Linked DNA regions of Mus musculus: region 2 is linked to region 1. Evidence: chromatin contacts called from public promoter capture Hi-C data. All regions are on one chromosome and are shown on one strand. Each heading gives the region's core, a stretch centred on a gene start, on an enhancer-like site or on the middle of the called end of the contact. The rest is flanking DNA. Distances are from core to core; before and after follow the strand shown. Region 1 holds the start of Lefty2 (left-right determination factor 2). Region 2 holds the start of Dnah14 (dynein, axonemal, heavy chain 14).

Region 1 (4,746 bases), core at 1,438-3,937:
AGTGGGGGTCTTATATTTCAGGGGCTCCTCATTAGGAGATGTGAGCTCCAGGATGGGATTAGATTTTGTTTTTCTGTTTTTCTGTGCTGGGGGATGGAACTCAGGACCTTTCGAATGCTAGGTGAGCGTCCAGACACTGAGCTACCCCCAGCCCCAGATGAGACATTTGAAGTCCTTCTGGGGCATTACCTAGTTTCCTTGGAAACAGAGGTGGGAGATAAGAGAAAAATGACTGAGAAGCAGGTCTGTGACCCTGGGACTTCCCTCTCTGGGGCCAGCTGCCTGGATTTCTATATTTCCTCTTACTTCAGCCTGCCTATCCTGTGACCCCTCCAAACTCTCTGTCATATATATCCAAATAGCCCTAACTTTGGCAGTCAATATCTGCCCTTAGACAGGTCATGTAACAGTTTTACGCCTCGGTGTCTTCATCTATTAAGTGGAAATAATAATGCAAACCTCCCTGTCTACCCCAGGGATAAAGAGTTAACAATGCCAGGCATGGTAGTACATGCCTAGAATCTCTGCACCAGGGAGGCTGAGGTAGGAGGACTTTGAGTTCAAGGCTAGCCTGGGCTACATAATGAGACCTTGTCACAAAACAAAACAAAGCCAACACACACACACACACACACACACACACACACACACACACCCCAAAACCACACACACATCTTGCATGCATGATTTATTATGATTAGGGACAGATTTTTTTTTCTTTTCTTTGACGTGGTAGAGATCAAAACCAAGGACTTGCAAATGCTGTACTAGAGACTTAGACCCTTAGCCTTATCAGAGTTATTTCTGCTCCTCTCTTTTTTTTTTTTTTTGGGTTTTTTTTTGAGACAGGGTTTCTCTGTATAGCCCTGGCTGTCCTGGAACTCACTCTGTAGACCAGGCTGGCCTCGAACTCAGAAATTCTGCCTCTGCCCCTCGAGTGCTGGGATTAAAGGCGTGCGCCACCCTGCCCGGCAGTTATGTTCCTCTTCTAAGTTCTGAGCCCACCCACTTACTACTATAAATCTTCTACATATATTAATATGTACGTGAGAATGTGTACATATGTGTGCTCGTGCATGCACTCGTGTGTGTGTGTGTGTGTGTGTGTGTGTGTGTGTGTGTGTGTGTTTGGGCTGTTACCCAGAGCCCTTGAACCTGAGAGGGTTTTCTCTGCTCTCAGGGTTGTTTGAGAAAGGTAGAACACAGCGCATACACACCCAGGGGCCAGTGTCCTCCTGGGAAGGCAGAGAGGTGATCCCTGTCCACCAGGCCCTTTGGCCCTTAAGCTCCTCTGTGGCCATTGTTCACCTCTCATTGGCTACAGGAAAGGTTTCCTTCTGCACACACTTAGACCTCTGAGCCAGAGAGGCCTTAGGGGGCAGATGCAAATATCTGTATCGCAAGGTCTCCTCTAACTGCATACTGTGACAGGACAGGTGACTTTGTCCTGTAGTGAGCTGACCAGCATCTGAAAGATGCACTTGCAGCTAAAACCTGCCTCGTAAGGGCTGTGTGGAACCCTACTCCCAGCTTGGGATGGGGCCTGGCACACATGATCACTCATACGATGGATGTCTGCTGAGGATGTATCTTGCATGCGCATATGTTATGTATTTGTTTTGAGACAGGGTCTTCTGTCATTGTCAACTGCTCCTTTAGATAATAAAAACACAAGGCATTGAGAATTTATAAAATTTACCAAGTATCAAGACCCAGCTGTTGTAAACTGGGAGCTAGAAGAAGTAGGGCCAGTCAGGTGCCTGCAGCTGTGGACTGGACATGTTTCCAGGCAGATTTGGCCTCTGGATGGTTTCTGTCTCTAAGTCTGTGGTATGAGCAAGACACAAGCCTGAGCGCTTGTGGTATGAGCCTAGTGGGCGAGCCCTCCCAGAAGGAGTTGCTGTCTGAAGAGGCACATTCTGTGGCACTCTGAGAGCAGAGAGACATGCGCAGTCTTCATGTTTCCTGAGACTATGCTAGCAAAATCTCTAGTTAGCGGCATCTGTCTTCCTCTGGCATGGGAGGGGTGGGGTGTGATGAGGACCGTGACGAACCTGGACAGACCCGTGGGGGTACTGAAGGATGTATACGGTTCCTTTGACTCCGGGGTATCTGTGGAATTGACCAGAGACAGCTGGAATACAGGACTCTGCCCCTCTTTGTTCCTCCACGGACAAATCTAGACCTCCACTGGCCCATGGAGAATCTTCCAGAGTCTTAAACAGGTCTGGCATAGTGATACACAGCTGTAGTTCTAGCATGCAGAGGATGATGGGAGGAGGATTATCACAAGTTTGGGGTCCGCCTGACCTAGAGTCGTTTCTGAAGAATTCAGCCCAGCCATGGCTATGCAGGTAATATAGTACTTCAACAACTGGTGAAAGAGTCTCTCTGTTTTTTGCCCCGAGGAATTCTCTATCCCACAAAACAGACGGTGATATTATCAGATAATTCCAACAAGAGCGAACAGTATCGTTGAGAGGCAGTGACCCCACAGACAGAAATCTCAGTCCGTGTGTCTTCCAGACAGCTCTCTGTGTCCTTTCTTAGACAGCCCCTCCTCAGGGCGCAGGGGCTTGTCTCATGCTGAGTTCCCAGGAGGTCCCAGGGGTGTGACCTTTCTTGTCCTTCCTCCCTGCCCCCCACCCCAGGGCCAACTATAAAGAAGGCCAGTGCCAGCCCTCAGCAGACCGTCTAGGTCCCAAGAACTTTTCAGGGCACTTTTAGGGACGCATATATCCACGATTCCTCCTGGGCAGCGCCATGAAGTCCCTGTGGCTTTGCTGGGCACTCTGGGTACTGCCCCTGGCTGGCCCTGGGGCAGCGATGACCGAGGAACAGGTCCTGAGCAGTCTACTGCAGCAGCTGCAGCTCAGCCAGGCCCCCACCCTGGACAGCGCGGATGTGGAGGAGATGGCCATCCCTACCCACGTGAGGTCCCAGTATGTGGCCCTGCTGCAGGGAAGTCACGCTGACCGCTCCCGAGGCAAGAGGTTCAGCCAGAATTTTCGAGGTGAGCTCTTCCTGCTGTCCCTGGTCTCTAGACAGGGCAGACTGACCATGCCCACTCTGGTGATGTAGACCCTTTCTTTGTGTGTGTGTTGAGAGGTGTGACCAAGTCCTCAGGACTCTCAAGGCCAGGAGGAGATATACATCAGGCTGGAGTGACTGACAAGACCCAGACTCAGAGAAGAATAGAGCAGGGCAAAACAGGATCATAGGGTATGGGTAGGTGTAGCAAGGACCCAGTTCTTCTGGAGACAGTAGTGTGACTTCTGGGGTGACTATCTAGGACCATCTGGGACAGTGGCCAACTGTGTCTTGTGCTATGAACACTGAAGTAAATTACTGGTTGAAGCTACTTTGGGTTAAAAGCAAACAAAACGTCCAGTATTCTGAGAACAGTATAGCCCGCTAGTGAGATGCAGGAGCCTAAATGGAGCCTCTCCCCGTTAGGGCTGGGATCAGAAAGAAAGCCAGATCCATGACCCGGCTTCTATAAGGACCCTACTCTCTTCAGCTTCATTACTTCTGGATCCCAAAGCTCTTTGTGCTTGCTTGGGGAGGTTTAGTGAACAAGCTCTTGCTGGAGATTTTAAAAAGGCACAGAACTGTAACGGCTCTGTCCTGGCCTCCTTCAAGTACAGTGGCTCTGCCATCCTAGAGGTCTTGTGATACCTGGAGAGGCCCGGCTGACTCTGTCCTTGTCCACAGAGGTGGCAGGCAGGTTCCTGATGTCAGAGACCTCCACTCACCTGCTAGTGTTCGGAATGGAGCAGCGGCTGCCGCCTAACAGCGAGCTGGTGCAGGCTGTGCTGCGGCTGTTCCAGGAGCCTGTGCCCAGAACAGCTCTCCGGAGGTTTGAGAGGCTGTCCCCACACAGTGCCCGGGCTCGGGTCACCATTGAATGGCTGAGAGTCCGTGAGGATGGCTCCAATCGCACTGCCCTCATCGACTCTAGGTAGGGGATGCTGCTGGATGCTGTTGTTGCTGATGTGTGTGTGCGCGCACGTGCGCGCGTGTGTTGGGGGAGTTGGGAAGTGAGGGACTCGCCCATGCAGGGGGAGGGGAGCAGCAGATGATAGGGATGGGTACCGGACGGGACAGACTCCTCCTTCAGGGCCTCCCTAACAGCCTGCCAGTCCCCTTGCCTGACGCGCACTGCTGTGTCTCAGGCTCGTGTCCATCCACGAGAGCGGCTGGAAGGCCTTCGACGTGACCGAGGCCGTGAACTTCTGGCAGCAGCTGAGCCGGCCGAGGCAGCCGCTGCTGCTCCAGGTGTCGGTGCAGAGGGAGCATCTGGGGCCGGGGACCTGGAGCGCACACAAGTTGGTCCGTTTCGCGGCGCAGGGGACGCCGGACGGCAAGGGGCAGGGCGAGCCACAGCTGGAGCTGCACACGCTGGACCTCAAGGACTACGGGTAGGCTGGAGGTTGGGTGGCTAGGGATGCAATAGACCCGGTCCTCCTCCCTCTCTGCCCCCAGCCGCGCCGAGATTTTGTACCAGCTTAGGTGTGAACTGTGTAGGCTGCCCCGGGAGATGAGCCATTCCTACCTATAATACTTTCTAGCGGTGCGTTTAGAAATGGTATTATAATATTGAATTATAACATTCTATTTCCACTGTCCCCTTCAAGAGTAAGTCTTTGAAGATTTTTAGCTTCAAGCCAGGCATTGGTGGCACATGCTTTTAATCCCACACTTGGAAGGGAGAGGCAGGCAGATCCCCGAGTTCGAGGCCAGTCT
Region 2 (4,746 bases), core at 704-3,203, 680 kb after region 1:
ACACACTGAATTAGTGATGCTAAACCGTTATGCCTGGAATATACATGATTAGGTTCCTGATCAATATGAATTTGTTTTATGTGTGTTTCTGCTTAAATACACTTTACCTATATGTTTGATTGATTACCCTTGAACTCATTGCCAACTATGCTATAACGCATGCTTGAGCAAAGTGTACCCAAAACCATATCCCCCCTAAGCCCATCAGAGCACTTAGGAATCCTCTCTTGTACTTCAGCACTATGATTCCTGGCCACTTGAGACAGTGAAACTGCCCCCTTCCAAGGCTATAAGTTTAAGGAAAATAGTTCTATCTATATACCACAAGCAGGTTATTGGTCACTATATAAGAACCAAAATGAGAGGCCAGAGCTCTGTTTGTCTTATTTGATCTTAACTGGAACCATATGTAGTGAGTAACTGAGCATTTTCACCATTCTGTGTCCTGGTTAGTTTTTACTGACCCACTTGCCTAGGGGTAGCACCACCCACAGTGGGCTGGGCCTCCCACATCAATCATCAATCAAAACAATGTCTCACAGATATTGTCACAGGTCAATCTGATGGAGACAATTCTTCTTGAGCTTCTGTCTTCCCAGTTGACTTGTGGTTGTTGACAGTCACCAAGACAGTGTCTGAGGGCTTGTCTTTCTCTCATCGTAAAGTGGATACAGAGAGATTTAGTAATGAGGCTTAGTACAGTCACTCTTCACACCATTAATAATAATTAATTTGTATAGGAAGATACAAATCCATGATAGGAATCTCTAAAAACTTCAGTACTCCTAACAGGTCTGAGATTCTGCACCTCATATTCAGAAGTTCTGGGTCTAAGTTCAAAACCTACTGCTTTGCCTCCAGCAGAGATTGAAGACAGAGGAAAATGGCAGACTAACCATACTGCTTGTGCACAGATCTGCAGAGTTGTAACAATTGGAATTGGGATAGGAAGTGAGGGAGAGGGAAGGGCTGAGATTGAGTTTCACAACTGGGGTAAACAGAAGCAGGATTTGCTCAGGCAATGATGGCTGGAGGGAAACTTGACCTCAGGAAACTCCTCATAAGCCATCTTTTTTTTGTTATCTATCTTTCCTCCTCTTCTGCTAAAATGTAATCTCTTGTTTTATTAAAACAGATTTCTCTCAGCTTTCTGGATAGCTCTATTAAACTAAATATGATTTATTTACATATAACATTTTAATTTTTTTCCTTTAAAAGTGATGTCCCCTTATCTCCAACTTCTCTTACCAAATAGCTCTCCAAAAAATTCATCTCTTACTGTGACATATTGGAATGATCACGTCCTTAGCCCTATGAATATTGAAAATTGAAAGCTGATTATCTCGCCCCTCCCAATTAGTCATCCATTTTACAGACCCAACACATCTCTATGCTGTTTCTCTGCCTTTGTCTCTACCAACAAATAAGTAAGTCCTCAATAAATAGGTGAATAAAATATAGGGCGTCAATAAAGCCGTGTAAGACATGCAAATGGGAATTCACGAATATATGTAACCTTATTATTTAGGAATGCCTATACCTCTTGTACTCTTCACAGTACTTTTATTAGTCTCTTAATGGTGTTCTGTTTTCTTTGAGCTAGGGTCTCACTAATGTAGCCCAGGCTGATGCTCACATTTGTGGTCCTCTTAGCCAAGCGGGATTTAGAGATGTGGACACCAGGCTTGGCCGTAGTAGGTCATATGCACAGTCTGTGTAAATCATAAATGAAAGGTCCCCTCTTTCAAACGCTCAGATCTTACTCTTCACACCTATAGGTATCTCCCCCTTGGGCCCTGCCTGGCAGATTGCAGGCGGGGCTGTCAGAGGGAGGTCTTATCTGTGCTGAGCCATACAGCGGACCAGGCTTGAGCACTTCCGGTACTCACTCCGCCCCAGCGCCTGCCCCTAGCAACTGCGGGGCTCCTAAGGCCTTGGCTCCCGAGGCACGAGGCGCTTGACCGTTACTGAGTTGGGGCTGGGGCAGTAGTCTCTAAACTTGTGCCTGTGTATGCTCCTGGACTATGCAGTGCTGAGGCAGGAAAAGGAAGAAGGGGAGGAGGAGACCTTGACTGCCACAGCATACCAGGTAAACGAGGTAAACAGGTGTCTGCCCTGGGCCTCTGTGCCTGGGTCCTTGGGAGTGCCCGCACAAGTGTCTCAGAGCCCTGTCCTTCCTCAGAGAAGCAGTTTCCTAGTTGCTACTGATCAACCAGGCTTCAGCGACCCGTTCCCAGACTACGAGATTTTAAAGCTTGCTTTTTTTTTCCAGTCATAAATAAGTGATGTTTGTTGCTCTTTGCAAAACCTTGCTGCTGTTTAACATAGTCACGCACCTGCCGCTTTGTTCTAGTTTGTGTCTCTGTTGCTGTGATTCAACACCTACCGAAAGTAACTTGGGGAAGGAAAGGGTTTATTGGGCTTACACATTATAGCCCCTCATGGAGAGACACCAGGGCAGGCACTGAAACAGAGACCGTGGAGAAACCCTGCCCTGCCCTCTCATGACTTGTTCATTTTCCTGTCTTATACAGCGCAGGTCCAGTTGCCTAGCGATGGCTCTGCTCCCAGTGGTCACCGTTCTCCTACATCCCCTTAGGACCCAACTGCATCAATTAGCAGTCAAGAAAATGCCCAACATATAGGTCTGCAGGACATTCCAATGGGACCAGTCCCTCATGTGAGAATTCTTTCCCTCATGTGGGACAACTGAAGCTGTGACAGGACTTATGTGCGCAAATAACACATGGTCCCTAAGAGGATGGCTTCCCAGACACCACCTCTCTCAGATTCATGAAGCCCAACTCTAAATATCCTCATCTATACATATAACCCATCATCCTCTGGAAAACGTGAGATAATTTAGATTACTGGCGCTATCTACCCAATACAATGTAATTCTGTGTCATTACCTCGTGACACAGTAGCATTGAGGTGATAAAGGCAACAGACAAGTGAAAAAATCCTCTGTGTATGCTCAGTAAAGACAGCCATTGTAGACATGCTGAGTGTTCAGTATGTGGAAAATTCAAGCTTTGCTTTGGGGAATGTCCTGCAATTATTTTTTTGCTTGGTTCTCAAGTGCTGGAATTGTAGGTTTGTAGCCCAGCATGGTTATAGTCCTGCCCCCCCGTCAGCCCCCCCCCCACGTTTCTCTTCCCACCTTCCACTATGTCCTCTTCCCCTCCTCTCTTCCCCCTCTTTCCATACTGCAGGTTTTCCCAGGGCTCTCCACATGCTCGGTAGATACTCCACCATTGCTCCATATCTCCAGCCCTCAATTTTTAAAATTTTCTTTCAGACGATGCAAAGATCTTTAAAATACTTTAGTTCAGATAATTTTTTCCTGACATCTATTAAAATATGGCTTTGTATTTTAACCACATTTTCCTTCCTTCTCCCTCCCCTTCCCCCTCCCCTCCTTCCCCCTTCCCCTCCCCTGAGCCCTCTCCCCTCCTCTTTTTGGCTGCATAGCCAAGATTGGTCTTTAACTTCCGATCTTCCCTCCTCAGCCTCCTTAGTGCTAGAATTACAAGCCTGTACCCCTGTGTCCAAGTACACCTAACTTGCGTGTATGTTTCTTCATGTTCATGGAGAGGGTAGTACACATGTGTACATGCATGTGGAGGTCAGAGGACTGCCTTGGGTGTTGCTCAGTCCCATGCTCTGTTTTCTTTAAGACAAGCCTTCTCATTGGTTGGAAGTTGACCAAGGAGGCAAGACTGGCTGTTCAGTGGGCTCCAGGGATCCATCTGCATCTACCGCCCATCTTTCTATCGTTGGGATTTTAAGTGTGGGCCACCACACACAGCTCTTTAAGATGTAGGCTCTGGGGACCCTAATTCAGGTCCTTGCACTTCTGAGGCACACACTTTACCCACTGAGCCGTTTCCCCAGCACCACACTTGTACTCCTTGGGGACACAGTTGTATTCTGTTGGCAGTATTTGTTACCTCTGCCTTCATGCTTGTTACATCGGCATGTGCGCGTGTACTACACACATCGGGGCACACCCAGTGACTCTCAGGTGTGAGGTGCACTCTACACCCCCAGTTGTATCTCCAGCCCTCTTGCCACTTTAATTTTGAGACGGGTCTCACTAAGCTGCCCAGGCTGACCTTGAACTTTGGCTGTATCCTAGGCTGTCCTCCCATCTCATTCTCCCAAGTAGCTGGGACTGCACAGCCTATGCCACCAGGACTGCTCACTGTATTTTTTTTTTGCGTCCTTGTATCTTAGACTTCTCATCTGGGATTATTGTTACTTATGAAATGTGTGGGTTTACCTTTCTTTTATGTGCGCACTGATTCTCCTGATTCTGTTTGTTGGAAGATGTGTTTATTATGTCTCACCTATTTCCCGACACTTCCTCCATTTTCTCTCTGGTAGCTCTGGGAATTGAACCCAAGGTCTTGTGCACACTGGTCAGGCCTTTATCATTGAGCTTCACCTTAGTCCTCTGCCTTGCCCTTTTTGTTGTTTGTTTTGTTGGTTTGGTTTTGTTTCATTTTTTGTTTGTTTTTTTTTTGTTGTTGTTGTTAGTTTGTCTGTTTTTTGGATTTTGTTGTTTTTGGTTTTGTTTTGTGTTAGCTTTTGTTTTGTTTTGTTTTGTTTTGTTTTGTTTTGTTTTGTTTTTCCAAGACAGGGTTTCTCTGTGTAGCCCTGGCTGCCCTGAACTCTCTAGAGCAGGCTGGCCTCAAACTCAGAAATCAGCCTGCCTCTGCCTCCCCAGTGCTGGGATTAAAG

What was found. Promoter capture Hi-C pulls out the DNA fragments that hold promoters and counts their contacts.
Region 2: a contact with region 1 is called in a promoter capture Hi-C map of embryonic stem cells, with 2.4 times the contacts expected there. The contact joins the promoter of Dnah14 here to the promoter of Lefty2 in region 1. A contact is called at or near these places in 4 of 39 promoter capture datasets (embryonic stem cells, hippocampal neurons, neural stem cells and 1 more) and 1 of 115 datasets of contacts at active chromatin or transcription factors (embryonic stem cells).

Annotation. Positions count from the first base shown.
Region 1 is chr1:180,890,421-180,895,166 of GRCm38.p6, forward strand. It overlaps Lefty2 (left-right determination factor 2), which reads left to right and starts at 2,688. Exons shown (of 4, transcript NM_177099.4): 1 at 2,688-3,013; 2 at 3,715-3,961; 3 at 4,176-4,421. The coding sequence starts at 2,764.
Region 2 is chr1:181,574,640-181,579,385 of GRCm38.p6, forward strand. It overlaps Dnah14 (dynein, axonemal, heavy chain 14), which reads left to right and starts at 1,954. Exons shown (of 87, transcript NM_001377039.1): 1 at 1,954-2,089.